Regions from separate parts of the Zea mays genome. Here region 1 is linked to region 2. A link is a contact called in public Hi-C data. All regions are on one chromosome and are shown on one strand. Each heading gives the region's core, a stretch centred on a gene start, on an enhancer-like site or on the middle of the called end of the contact. The rest is flanking DNA. Distances are from core to core; before and after follow the strand shown.

Region 1 (4,502 bases), core at 334-2,833, 170 kb after region 2:
ATCTTTTACAAGTTTTCAACTGTTTACAAGTTAGATGGTCCTATCTTTTTGCCTGTCTGTCATTAGATAAGGAGCCTTCAGCTGTTTGTTTTTCATGGCCTCTACAAATATTTTTGTCTGTATATATCCTATCTTGTTAATCCAATCAAGTCTTTATAGTTTACTGCTGTTTGTTTTTACTGGTTAGCTGTTTGTAAACTATCTCTAAAAGCAAATCTTTTACTGTTGTTTGTTCTATTATATATCCTATCTTGTTAATCCAATTATCTCTATTTGTTGGTTTTAGAAGTTAGATGGTCTCTATTTACAAGTGTTTTACAAGTGTATTTATTTACAAGTGTATGTATTTACAAGTGTATGTACAATTTATATATCTTTAATGATAGAAAGAGAGACCAAAATTTGAATTTATATATCTACAATTTGATTGTATTCACCAGTGGACGCCAGCTGGGATTTTTTTGGATAAGTTATTGTAATTTATAATTGTATAAATTTGGATGTGTGTAATTTATGGCGTTGTAATTTATGGCGTTGTAATTTTAGAAATGTAGTTGAGTCGTGCAACTTAGAGCTAAATCCATGCAACTTATCTAAAACAGCAAACCAAACAGGGGTTGTGCTCATCCTGGCTAATTAGGGACAAACAACCAAACAAGAGAACTTAATTGGTTTGCATCAATGCATACAGGCTAAGCCCAGCCTGCATCTAGGCTTCGACCAGGATCTGTTGATCCTAACAACCAAACATATGGATATGCTGTCTCCCATGGGCATGGCTCACAATACATTTTTGCACGAGCTCAATCTATGAAGCAACCAACCAAACACAAAGTGCTTTAATGCTCCGCGGATGCAGGGCACCCATGGAGGGATAGATCCTAAATATCCAAATTATATGATAAATTTACTATTTTAACATAGATGCGTAGAATGTACTGCTAATATTTAGTCATATTGTTAAAATATTATGGAAGATAAAAATAATTTTTTATATTTTTTTGCATTATTATTCTCTACGATAAAAAAGAGAAAAAAACATCCGAATCCGAATTCGTATCTAAATTTTATATCAATTAGTTAAAAATATATAGAACAAATTTGACGTTTACTGTTTATGAATCTTAATAAGTTCAATGTAAAGAAATAAAATTTACATATCAAATTATATTCCATTTATACGCAGTTGAACAAAGGAAAGAAGACAAATAAGTATTCGAATCCGTCTGTACCGTGGAGCAGTCAACCAAACACGTGTCAGGCGAGGATAGGGTAATGGACGATGAACCGGAGGCTGTCGTCCATGTGTTATGCCGTGTCCCCCGTCACCTGGATCTGACGGCTGTCCCACGCCACGCCACCTTCCGTCCACGCCCACAAGTCCACTCGCCACCTACCATGGCTGCCGGCCTGCTAACGCGTTTCACCCAAACTCCTCCCCTCTTCTCTCTCTGCCCCTGGTATGTTAAGCAATTGATGATTACTAATCCACTCTAACATAAACTAATCCCACGATAATTACGTCCCGGCGGATATCACCCACATCTCCTGTTGCTACTGGAGCTCGACTCATCTCGTCCTCCGTCGCGAGACAAGAAAGTAGTAGGAAGGGAGGAAGATAGAGGGGTTGCGTCCCAGCCCCACCTGCTATCTCCTCTCTTCTTCCCCTTCCTCGGCGGCTTTCCACCATTCAGGTTCAGACTGGAGGGGCCTTCCTGCCAATCTCCAGTGCGTGTTCTTCAGTGGAGGCGCCGGCCGGACTCGCGATGGAGCGGGACGGCCAGCAGACCCGCCGCGACAAGCTCATCATCGATACGGATCCCGGCATCGGTTCGTCTCCCGTCCCTCTCATTTCCTCCTCCGCGTTGTCATTGTTTCGTTTCTTTAAAGCTCCATATAACTAGTTTTCGTGTATTCGACCTCGAAAATGAAGGTAAACTTCGATTGTTTTTCCTTGTAATAATAACTCATTTCCAACTCCCAACCACATTAGAGTAAAGACGGAGAGCGAGAGAAACAGACCACAATTTCGTTTCCTTGTTCAACGTTCGGTTATAGAGACAAAATACGGTAGAAAAAACAGAAGCTGTGGATTAAAACCCCAGTGAACAGGCTCTATCCGTCCGTCGATGGAAACGATGGCGTGGCGCCACCCACCAAACTCGACAGTGGGTAGTAAAGCTACAACCGTGGCTCACTAATTATTCTTATTAGGTTTTTGAAAATTCCAAGTAATCTGAACTTATTGTCCAGCTACGAGGAAACATTCAATCAAATGACTGATAGGCCTAAGTATACATTATTTGCAAATGCTACTCCCTCTGTCCAAAAATAAAATTCGTTTTAGCAAATTAGTGGGTTCATGTAACACTTCATGTATATGTTTTGTATATGTGTCTAGATTCATCATCATCCATTTGAATATAGACACAAAAACTAAGAGCTAAAACGACTACTATTTTGGAACGGAAGAAGTCAAATATAACATCAAAAACCTTAAGGCTATAACTGTACAATTTATTAAAAGACTGTTAAGATTTGTATTGTAGTACTACATCCGTTCTCGAATATTTGTCGCCCGCTAGTTCATTTTTAAACTAAACCGCGACAAATAAAAAAGAATGGAACGGTATCATTTGGTACCCATTTGTGATATCTGAATTCTCAATTGTATAAGTCCTTTTCCTAGAAGGCATTTCAAGTTGTAAGGAGTAGACTGCAATTTTACTGTCTCTTGTCTCCACAATCCTATTTCTAGATGATAGCATGGCTATCCTAATGGCGTTCAGAGCACATACTCTGGAAATCATTGGGCTCACGACCATATTCGGCAACGTCGACACAGAAGGCGCAACATGTAATGCACTATTGCTGGTAAGCATTTGAGATATTTGAGCTTTATTTCTTTATTTTCTTAGATTCGCTAACAGCGTCGAGCATTACATGGGCAGTGTGAGAGAGCAGGACATCCTGAGGTTCCAGTAGCAGAGGGCAGCCACGAGCCCCTAAAGGTTGTTTGCTCATGACATTATCTTGTGTCGTTTTCATGGCACACTGCAAGAAACGTGCTACTCTTTTCCTTAGTTTGCATTTCATACTACCAATTTGCAATGACTGAAATTTCTGACATGATCTTGTGTCGTTTACGATGCCTTTTCTTTTATGGTACAACGTGGGGTTTTGCATTGTATCTTTTATAACATTACTTACATTTTGCATTTTGATAATTGCTAGTTAATAGATGTAGCAAGAATATCACATTTAACTTGTAATAATCCTATGTTACCTGCTCAGTAATTTTATCGATAATACAGTTTGAATCCACATAGCACTGCATTTGTCTGGATGAACTGAATGATCGATACTTTGTGTTCATTAGGGAGGAAAGCCCCGTATTGCTGATTTTGTTCATGGGTCAGATGGCATTGGGAATCTGTTTCTTCCTGCACCCTCTGCTAAGAAGGTTGAGGAAAGTGCTGCTGATTTCATGGTTAATAAGGTCTCTGAGTTTCCAGGAGAGGTCTCTGTGCTTGCTTTGGGACCCCTGACAAATGTAGCATTGGTATGTTCAGGATCGTAGGATTAAACCTATTTGTTGTGCTGTCTATGCTGCGCTATATGTTACGACTAAGTGTCTCTGTTCTTGCTTAGGCCATCAAACGAGACCCTTCCTTTGCAAGCAAGGTGAATAAAATAGTTGTACTGGGTGGAGCTTTCTTCGTGGCTGGAAATGTCAACCCTGCTGCTGAAGCAAATGTATGTTAGCACACTGCATTATACCTGAGAAGGCTAATACTTCGACATAAGTAGTGAACCTTGAGTGCATTACTCTGCAGATTCTTGGAGACCCAGAAGCAGCTGACATAGTTTTTACTTCAGGAGCAGATGTCATTGTGGTTGGCATTAACATAACAACACAAGTCTGTTTGACAGGTTGGCTCATTGATAATCAATTGTGTACAGTTCAAGTTCCGGAGTTGACTATATTAACCTTGTGAGATTCCTTGTTTTAGATGAGGGTCTCTTGGAGCTAAGAAACTCAAAAGGGAAGCATGCACCGTTCTTATCTGAGACGTGCAAGTTCTACAGAGATTGGCATGTCAAGTCTGATGGCTTCCATGGTATCTGAAAATAATAATATACTACTGGTGTATGCTTTTGTCAATTACCATCAAATATGAGAAGTAACACACTTTTGACAAAAACCGCAATCTGTTTAGGAATTTTCCTTCATGATCCTGTGAGCTTCACTGCCGTGCTTCATCCCGAGTACTTCACATTCAAGAAGGGTGTGGTGAGAGTGGAGACCCAGGGCATTTGCACTGGCCACACTTTGATGGATCAGGGATTGAAAAAGTATGCCTTTTTTTCTGAATAACTCATAAAGATTGACTATTTGATGTTTGTTAGTTTCAACAATCTTACATACACTACATACACATTAATATGACATAAATCTCACCAAATTACTTATAACTCTTGGAGTAAGCAAACCAAGGCAA
Region 2 (4,075 bases), core at 690-3,189:
ATGCAACTTACTGCAATAATCAATGGGCATAATTTATTAGGCAGAGATAATCTATCTGGATGGGAACAATACTCTAGAATTCCAAATACTCCTGCCAATAGGAAGAATTGCAGAAGGCAAAAACAGTAGAATAATCAATAATAATAAGCAAGCTACGTGAATCCATCTCATGTGTCGAGACAAGAACCTGAATCTATCTCACATCCATTTTCATTATGAGAATGAACTAACAGTTGGACCCCGCTCCCAAAGAATCAGATTGGAATAAGCCTGCTAATGGGGGTCTAATCCACCCCAACCCATAGCCAATCAGTCAGCTGTTGTAGCCCAAACCTATCCAAAAATCTAAATCAAGCACCCACCCCAACATGCTCTGTAACACACACACCCAAGCCAGCCCATTTTAAACCGTAGAGCATGCTAACTGATGATGTCAGGTTGTTTAATGGTCCATCCCCAAGCTGTCATAAATCATGGATAAAAGTAATCCAGATAACACAAATAGAAATTTCTGAGCAACGCATCCAAGATCCGTCTAATGGTAACACAGCCGAAATTGAAGATGGTAGGATACAAATTTTGAGTCTCAAAGATTGTTCAAAAAATGTTTTCAGAAAACAAGAGAAAATGTCACAGAAAAGCCAAACTGGCATGCCATTATCATAACCAGCCAGCATTAAATTCTGCATTTCTCTTGTTGTAGGAAAGAGCACAAGAGCTGTTGTGGAAACCATGTGATTATCACACAGTCACACCTCACTTTCCAAACCCATCACTATTCCATGAAAAATAGTAAAACAACAAAATGCAGCCAGATGCCCAGATGGATCTAGGAAAACAGAACCAGTGCAAAGAGCAATAGTGCGCAGGACGAGGTCTCAGCAGCAGTGTTCCCTGCCTTCTATGCAAGCTGCCAGCAATGGCAGATTGAAAGGCTGGCCGCACAGCGGGGGAAGAGACCACTGACAAGCAGGGGGGCAAAGCCAAAATTTGAGATTGGGGGCTGCTAGGAGGGTATTTAGCATTATCTACATGGGGGTTAGCTGAGAAAATTAATGGATCCAACGTAATCAGGGGAGCATTGGGGGGGCATTGCCACCCTCCCCGTGCCCTTCGCCACTGCTGACAAGCACATTCTCTCTGGCACCAGCACCGCCTACTCCCGCCACCCCTCCTTTCCTATGTGGTGGCCCTCCCGCAGAGCCCTACCCACAATAAGCTCCATGAGGAGCTGGTGCCGCAACAGTAATGACACGCAGCTCAGCCTCGCCACCGCTCAGCGTAGCTGCGACCTGGACGCTGTCCCTAGCTGCCCTGCGACAGTAGGGGCTCCTAACTGACTGCATGCGCCGACCCGCCTCACACGCGTTTCTTGTAAACCCAACCCATCCCGATCCAAGACATAGTAAAACAAGTTCCATCCATTTACGCACAGCATATATTAGAACCCGTCACAAAAAAAAACGTTAAACAACGCCCCGTTAGCAGGCCTATATTGGATAGGCAACAGCTAAATCAATCATAAACAAATCAAAGCATGAAAGGGCTCCGAGATTTTTCATCATCCTAAAGGCATGATTCAACTGAAAATATCCCCTGTAGGACTAAATCTTATCATGGCAATCGACCAGATAACTACACGAAACAGGCATTTCTAGCGCAAAAAAACAGATGCACGACACAGTAGAAGCGACCAGAGAGAGAGTACCTCATGGCTGCAATCGATCAATCAACTCCCTGTAGAAGGAACAGAAATATGACACGGTGAAATGGAGACCAGATAGGGCACCAAAACATGTGATTTCGCAAATCGAGCCGTCAGCAAAAGAGGAGGACACGGCGGCGGAAGCGTACCTGCGTAGGGTTTGGCCCGAGGCGGCGACGGAGAGAGGAGAGAAAATGGGATGGAAACGGCGGCGACGGATGTTGTTATATGAGCTTATATGAGCGGTGGGAGCGGTCTCGAAGCAAAACCCTAGACCGAGCTCCCGATGGATGACGCGTGCTAAGCTTGGAACCGTCGGATGCGGGAAGAAACGTTATGGGCCATGGGGCCTCTTCCGGATGTATGTTGGTTAGGGTAATTCCGTCCCGACCCATACCGTTTTCTATATTTAATCTGACTGTTTCCGTATTTACTGTTAGAAATATAGGCATTTTCCGTATTATTTTAATTCCATAAATTAACATTATGATGATGACATATAAAATATGTTTAATCATAGAAATCATTATCTCAAATATATCCATAACAATATGGATCAAGAGAACATGAAACATATGAATCATATAAATATAATAAGCAAATAAACATGGAACATGTATTATTATGGAACAACTGAAATTAAACAGATAGCAACATAAACAGCATGACTGTAAAATTAAGACAAACAGATTTATCATATTACTAGTATGATCAGGCATCAGACACGTCATGATATAATACGACAAAACAGATTGGATAAATTTATGGCTATAAATAAAGCAGCAGGTATGAACATATATAATTTGCAGAATGAAAAACAGTAAGGAGATGAATTGATCATACCCAGTCATGCGCTCCGAGGATCTAGATCCTTGTCCAACTTCACTTGTCATGTCAGCAGGAAGAAGACTTTGGGCAGTCGCGTAGACGCTCCCCAAAAACCTAATTGTCGATCCCTCGTGCAAGGTCTCGAACGGCAAGGGCTCCGGAGGCACCTGCCCTCTCGCTTCTCTGTGCGCGCAGAGTCACGAGATGGAAATACCCTCACTCGGCTGCTGGACTGTGTTCTGAAAGTGTTTTCTCGCGTGTACCGAGTGACAGGGGTGCTCCTCTATTTAACCTCTCGCAGAGGGAAGCTGAAGGAGAAAGGTCGTCGAGTCACGCCAAGAGTCGGCCAGCTCTAGCCGAGTTATGCCATGAGTCGGCCAGCTCTCGCCGAGTCACGCCATAAGTCGGCAGCTGAAGGAGAAGGGTCACTCGGCTGGCTGACGAAGAGACAGGGTCACTCGGCTGACGCGGTTAGTGAGTGCTAAAAATTAACACAACCACACCACGCCCGCTCGCCTGCCTGCCTGCCTCGCCTCGCCTCGCCACGCCACGCCCGGCCCGGCCCGGCCGGCGGCGGCGGCGGCGCGCGCGCGCGTGTGGCACGCCCTTGTCCATTTCTTGACTTCTCAAGTTAAGTGGAATAAATCCCACCATATAAGTCAAGGCAAAAGACCCTTGGACTTCCAATGTGGTACTATTGGTATTCTCCACCATTACACACCATAGAGTTTATTCAATAAATGGGCCAAGTCCATAAAAGATCCAACAATCCCCACCAAACTCTAGGGTTTGTAATGATGAAGTATCAGAATCACAATCCTTTGATATACCAGTGTTTCGATGGAGACTGTTAAGTTGAACATCCATCTAGAATAAGAGTTTCACTTATTCACAACTGAACAATGGACTATGCCTTGAATTGACAGTTTTGTGCGAAATAAGATTCACTCAAATCCTTTGCTGATACTAGGCTGCAGAAGGGTATTCCCGCTGTTTAGAAGCATATAAGTCACACTTCAGTGCCTTTCATGAGTATTTAGGGATTACCCAAATCCCATAGACTGTGACTAGCAGTCTGACTCATATAGGTGTATTCCTCAGAAGATGTTCTGTAGGACAACATCTCACCTTTATAAGACTCTTGGAATACATTAAGGTAAAAACCATCCTGCCTTACAGATAGGAAAGATGTGCATCAGAAATGAGTTAAAGAAGGGATCTTTCCTAGCTTGTTTCTCCACTCTACTTCACGGGATCTCCGATCACATAGAGCAGGTTACCACTAGAGTAGATCTCACATGGGTCTCATACCCATTTCCCTCGATGCACTTTCTATCACATTGCGTGATAGACCCTTAGTGAATTGATCTGCCAGATTATTCGATGTGTGGACATAATCCACAGTAATAACTCCGGAGTTTTTCAACTTTCTGACAGATTTCAATCTCCTCTTAACATGCCTTGTAGACTTCATGTTATTCCTAGAACTGTTAACCTTTGTAATCACCATTTGGTTGTCACAGTTCATGGAAATAGCCGGTA

What was found. A called contact is a pair of places that touch in the nucleus more often than the background predicts.
Region 1: a Hi-C map of ear shows a contact between it and region 2, with 2.5 times the contacts expected there. The contact joins the promoter of LOC100274097 here to the promoter of LOC100192963 in region 2. A contact is called at or near these places in 3 of 25 Hi-C or Micro-C datasets (ear, endosperm and tassel).

The regions. Positions count from the first base shown.
Region 1 is chr4:55,034,148-55,038,649 of Zm-B73-REFERENCE-NAM-5.0, forward strand. It overlaps LOC100274097, which reads left to right and starts at 1,584. Exons shown (of 9, transcript NM_001148476.1): 1 at 1,584-1,830; 2 at 2,759-2,874; 3 at 2,952-3,011; 4 at 3,380-3,562; 5 at 3,652-3,756; 6 at 3,837-3,933; 7 at 4,014-4,121; 8 at 4,221-4,356. The coding sequence starts at 1,767.
Region 2 is chr4:54,868,230-54,872,304 of Zm-B73-REFERENCE-NAM-5.0, forward strand. It overlaps LOC100192963 (ribosomal protein), which reads right to left and starts at 1,940. Exons shown (of 6, transcript NM_001138139.2): 1 at 1,855-1,940; 2 at 1,709-1,737; 3 at 1-10. The coding sequence starts at 1,713.